Linked DNA regions of Hordeum vulgare: region 2 is linked to region 1. A link is a contact called in public Hi-C data. All regions are on one chromosome and are shown on one strand. The core of a region is the stretch at or near the end of the contact, and the rest is flanking DNA. Distances in the headings are between cores, read along the strand shown. Region 1 holds the start of LOC123406023 (ATPase family AAA domain-containing protein 3C-like). Region 2 holds the start of LOC123402363 (putative aminoacrylate hydrolase RutD).

Region 1 (2,700 bases), core at 52-2,551:
GCCCGATTCTATATTTTGCGTCAACGCTTCACGTGACGCCAGGAATCCACCAGGAATGGATGGCCTAACTGCCAATCGATCAGATATCCATCCTGGCGCCTCCCTATTAGCACCTGCGTTCGGCATGCCCTAGCAAAGGTAGTTAGAGGGTGGAAGATTCAATACCTGCTTTCTTTTCTTAGCCAACTCATCCTCGTAGCGTAACCTTTGTGCCTCAAGTTGTGATTGCTGTTTCAAATTTTCTCTATATTCTTCACCCATTTTCCGCTTCGCCTCCTGTCAGATAAGGGTCAACACAAAAGTATGAGTGTATTGGCAGCAGCAATGTACAACGGCTCAATGCATCATCATAGCTAGATGCACAGATGAAATTTTATACCACATAACACATTTGTTCCAGTTTTAATTGCCATGAAGTTCTAAATCCGTGATACTTTGCTATTCACAAGGATCAAGCAGGCGATTTATTATGAATTATGACCTACACCACTTGAATGGTCAGGCCCTAGATTTTTTTTCCAGACGAGAATGTTAACAGCTCTGCTTTCTTAAGCAGGCCTTGTTGTTGTTGCAGGAAGCTTTCTAAGCAAATTAATGGTTAACGAATCAGATGCTCTTCATTCAGAGAAGTTGCGAACTCCAACACTACAGAAAGAGAATGCTCAAAAGGCGGATTAAGTAAAATGAATTCGAGCAGTCTAGCATTGGAATCGAGTGACATCGAGCAATTTTCGCATCAAAAGGGGGAAAGGCCGCGAATAACTCACGATTTCCTTGACTTTCCAGTAGATTTCGTTGTGGACCTTCTCCGCAGCCATCTCCGCGAGGCGCGCCTCCTCCTGGCTCTGCATCAGCCCAAACAGCTGGGGCCAATGCCAACAACAACGGGGGCGTCAGAACGGGCAACACTCCAGGTAGGTAAGGCGTAAGGGGCCAGAGCGCGAGCAGCTTACCAGCTTGGCGTACCGGGAGGCATTGATCTTACGCAGCGCGCGGGCCCCACGCTCCAGCTCCTCGGGGTCGAACCCGCTGGAGCCGGACGAGGCGGCGGCGGGGGCGGGCTGGGCATCTGGAGGCGGCGGGGGAGGAGCGGCGGGCTGGCGGCGGAAGGGGAAGACGCCATCCGCGTACGCGACTTCGCCGAGCGACGCCAATACCGCGGCCCCGGCGGCCACGGAGGCCGCCGCCTTCGCCGGCCGGAGTAGGCGGCGCATGGTGGGTGGGGGGAAGCTTGGGGCGCGAGGGTTTTCTCGGGGGTTTTGGCTAAGCGGCGACTGGAGAGAAATAGGAGAGGGGGAGCTCCCGTCGATGGGGGAGTTTTCCGGTAACCTTCTTTCTTGCTTTCCAAGCGAGAGTACTGCTGGATGGGCCTGTATTGGGCCTCGCCAGGTATCATTCGGTTATATTCGCTTTCATTTATGACGGCCCATATATCATCTGGAGAAAAGATTCAAGCAAAAAAAAAGAAAGGAAACGCATTTTTTTTCTTTGAGGGGAAAAGCTGCTACCGTGCTGTACACTACGGGAGATTGGGATGTGAGGATATAATCAGAGATAATTTCTTTCCCCGTTGGTGTTGAAAGGATTTTCTGATTACCCATGAGTGCAAACATGACTGATGATTTTGCGGTGAGGATATAATCAGAGATAGTTTCTTTCCCAGTGAGTGTTGAAAGGATTTTTTGATTACCCCTAAGTGCAAACATGACTGATGATTTTGTTGCTTGGCATAAAAGAGTTATAATTTTTCGGTTAGATCAGCATAGTACATCGAATGGAGGTATCAGTTTATTGGGCGCCTCAAAGGTTCGGATGAAGGTCCTTCCACTAGCAATCATGTGTGAAAAATCCTCTAGAACTCAAATATTCTAAGTAAAATTAAAATATCTGGCTGGAAGGCTCTACATGGGATCGTACCATGCTTTTCGGTGCTAGCAAGTCGACATATTCATGTTTCTGGACAGTGTCCTATTTGTCAGATGGTGCAGAGAATATCCACCATCTAATGGTTGCATGCACGAGAGCGAGAGAAGTTTGGAGAGTTCTGGGGATGAAGGAGGTGATTAATCGGGCACTTGGAACTGATAGATTTCGCAACATCATTTTTGAAAACTTACTTGTGACCAACGCCGACGTCTAGCAACTATTCAGCATCTATCATTGTGGGATATTTGCTCGCAAAGTGGTGTGGTCGATGCTCCTTTGGTGGAGGGGTTAGCTCTTGAAAACAGAATGATGCGCGTGAATGAACTAGGATGCTCACATGTTGTTTTTGAATCTGATTGTCGAGAGCTTATTAATGCTTGCAATGGGATAGCTGAAATACTTGATCCATACACAACTATCGCTAATTGCTTCTGCATAGCGCAAAGGATTGGACCAACCCCTTTTGTTCACTGCCCAACATGGTGGCACAATCTTTAGCAAGAAAGTCTCCTGATTTTCTCTTAGCCGAACTGGCTAAAGATGTAACTATTATTTGAGTTTTAATAAACTGACCATAAGTTCAAAAAAAGACACTAAGGGTGTGACCCTAAAAAAAGACATTGATCGTGCAAGTAAAAGAAAAACACCAAGGGTGTGCAAGTAAAAGAAAAACACCAAGGGCATGCAAGTAAAAGAAAACAGTAAGAGTGTGTTCGTTTGATTTGCAATCATTTTGGCCTCCTTGCATTTGTGGTCCTATAGGGCCTGGTTGAG
Region 2 (2,700 bases), core at 93-2,592, 650 kb before region 1:
ATCGAAGGCGGGAGCCGGGAAGAGAACGAGGCGATGGCGAGCGCCGTGCGGCGGGGGGCGGCGATCGCGGACGTGGCCGCCGAACTCGAGGGCCACGGCCTCGGGTTCGCCGATCAGGAGAGCCGACGGAAGGGGGCGCGTCGTCGTGGGCTGGCAGCCGGTGACAGGCCTACCTATGCGCGGCACGCCACCGTCGGGGTCGCTGCGGCGGTGTCCATCGCGGCGTTCGCGTACTGGTATGGCTGGATGGCGCCGTACGTGGTGAAACGAGATTCCTGAATACGTTGCGGACCAGATGGAGACCGTTCGACCCCGAGTTATGATGTATCCACAATCCGTTTAAACTGTACAGGGGACTGACTATGCATTAGGTATTTGATGAAAACGATTCATATATCAGTCACTTTTCTCAGGAACCACTAGATCTCAATCTAATGGTACAAAACAGATCACCACTTTTGATATTCAACCTCACTAAGAGCATCTCCAACAGCCGCACAAAAATTTCGGGTCCAATAAAAAATTTAGCGCATCGCTGTAGCACTTTTAATGCGTGGGATCAGAGCATCTCCAACAGCCGCACAAAAACGCGCGTCCAAAAAACACGCAATGCAAACTGTGAAGAGCGTGTTATCCGGCGTTCAAAATATGTTGTGCGCGATAGCGTTTTTTAACAAATGTCCAAAAAAATTTAGCGCACGCATAATTTTAAATCATCTGTTGGAGCTATCCGGCGTTTAAAAAAATATATTTCAACGCGCGGAGCAGTTTTGGGGCGCCTAGATAATGGGATTCTGCTCTACCCTAAGATAGATAGTAGGTTGGTTTTTCTCCGACCAGGTTTCATCTTGTGTCCTCGCGAAAAAGGAAAATGTGACTGGCGCAAAAAAAAAAATCAGGTACCTGAAAAATAGAAAACAGGATGTACAATTATTCGAATGAATTCTCATATCGTTGTATACAGCTAGCATAACAAACCGATGAAGTTGCATTTGGAATCTTGGATGATGGAGATCTTTTTCATTCCGTTTGGAAATTAACTAGTAGTAGGTCCAACGAGTGGAGAAATGCTCAAGGAGCAGCCGGCGCGTCACAGTAGCACGCAGCGGGATGGGTTTGTTGCACCAAGCCACCAATCCAAGCTAACGCACGCGCATGCGTGGACTGCGGTAGATCACTAAACCCCACTAAACCCGCTCCTTGTTCCCGTTGGATCCCCTCTGCCCGGTCGCTGCCGCCCTGTCCCTCCATCGCCACCCACCCAACGCCCACCCGTCCTCACGCCCGTCGCCGTCAGTAGTCGCCGACGACATCACCGGTCGTTGCAACGCCCCGCCCCTCGTCGCATTCTCTCACATGCATGTCGCAGCTGACTGACCCCTGCTCTTCCGGCGTCTCGTCTCCCCTACTAATGCAAGCCCAGCCCACTGCTCCGATTTCAAACACGTACTCGAGCCGCAACGTGCAGCTCTACCACATTACACGCAGCCACGCACGTACGTAGCCACGCCCAGATCACAAGCAAGATGGTGAACTTGATCGAGGCGCAGAAGCCGCTGCTGACGGGGATGATGAGGCTGGCCGGGCTCCGCCCCATCGACGTCGAGCTGGAGCCGGGCACCACCATGCACGTCTGGGCTCCCAAGCACCACGCCGGCAAGAAAGGCACCACCATCAGCCCTCACGACGCCAGCGCCGCCGCCGCCGCCAATAAGCCGTCAGGCGGCCGTCGTGGGGGCAGGAGGAAGGGCCCCGAGTCCAAGCCCAACGTGGTCCTCATCCACGGCTTCGCCGCCGAGGGCAACGTGACGTTCCAGTTCAATTTCGGCGTGCTGGTGTCGCGCTACAACGTGTACATCCCTGACCTGCTCTTCTTCGGCAAGTCGTCCACGACGGACAGCGCCGACCGGTCCCCGGAGTTCCAGGCGCGCTGCGTGGCGGCGGCGCTGGCGCGGCTCGGCGTGGCGCGCTGCGACGTGGTCGGGTTCAGCTACGGGGGCATGGTAGCGTTCAAGCTGGCGGAGGCGCGGCCGGAGCTGGTGCGGTCGCTGGCCGTGTCCGGGTCCGTGGTGGCCATGACGGACGCCGTGAACCGGGAGACCATGGAGCGGCTCGGCGCCGGGTCCTCCGCGGAGCTGCTCATGCCGGAGACGCTGCAGGGGCTCAAGGCGCTCTTCTCCGTCTCCATGTACAGGAAGATGTGGTTCCCGGACAGGATGTACAAGGACTACCTCAAGGTAATCAATCAAGCTGCGCACCGAGTATGGCTAACACTCTAAATGTTGATCTGGAATCGGTTATTAGCTAAATGTGGATGTTAGTTTGGAATTGACATAGTAGCGTTTTTTGTTCGTTTGAGAAATGCAAGTGTTTGGTTGGGGTGGTTAACTGATGTAGGTATATATGTTCTGCTTTGGTGATGAGTAGGCGATGTTCACCAATAGGAAGGAGAGGCTGGAGCTGCTGCAGGGGTTGCTAGACAGCAACATGGACGCAAAGACACCAACATTCCAGCAGGTAAGGAAGCAGTGCCTTCGTTTAGGTCAAACAAAGCAACACCTTACTCTTAATATTGGTCACCAACCTGCCTAACAGGCATGAGTGACAGTACTGCTAAAACAGTACTGCCTAGCGAGTGTGGCTGCCAGATTGCAGATATGGCATCATATGTACTCTTTCTGTATAGAGGCCGGGGCCTTT

What was found. A called contact is a pair of places that touch in the nucleus more often than the background predicts.
Region 2: a Hi-C map of seedling shows a contact between it and region 1, with 7 times the contacts expected there. The contact joins the promoter of LOC123402363 here to the promoter of LOC123406023 in region 1. A contact is called at or near these places in 4 of 6 Hi-C or Micro-C datasets (leaf and seedling) and 1 of 1 datasets of contacts at active chromatin or transcription factors (embryo).

What each region holds. Positions count from the first base shown.
Region 1 is chr6H:464,457,838-464,460,537 of MorexV3_pseudomolecules_assembly, reverse strand. It overlaps LOC123406023 (ATPase family AAA domain-containing protein 3C-like), which reads right to left and starts at 1,301. Exons shown (of 8, transcript XM_045099526.1): 1 at 954-1,301; 2 at 768-863; 3 at 166-276. The coding sequence starts at 1,214.
Region 2 is chr6H:465,108,480-465,111,179 of MorexV3_pseudomolecules_assembly, reverse strand. It overlaps LOC123402363 (putative aminoacrylate hydrolase RutD), which reads left to right and starts at 1,342. Exons shown (of 4, transcript XM_045096283.1): 1 at 1,342-2,237; 2 at 2,428-2,517. The coding sequence starts at 1,527. It overlaps LOC123401866 (monodehydroascorbate reductase 1, peroxisomal-like), which reads left to right. Exons shown (of 7, transcript XM_045095720.1): 7 at 1-462. The coding sequence ends at 279.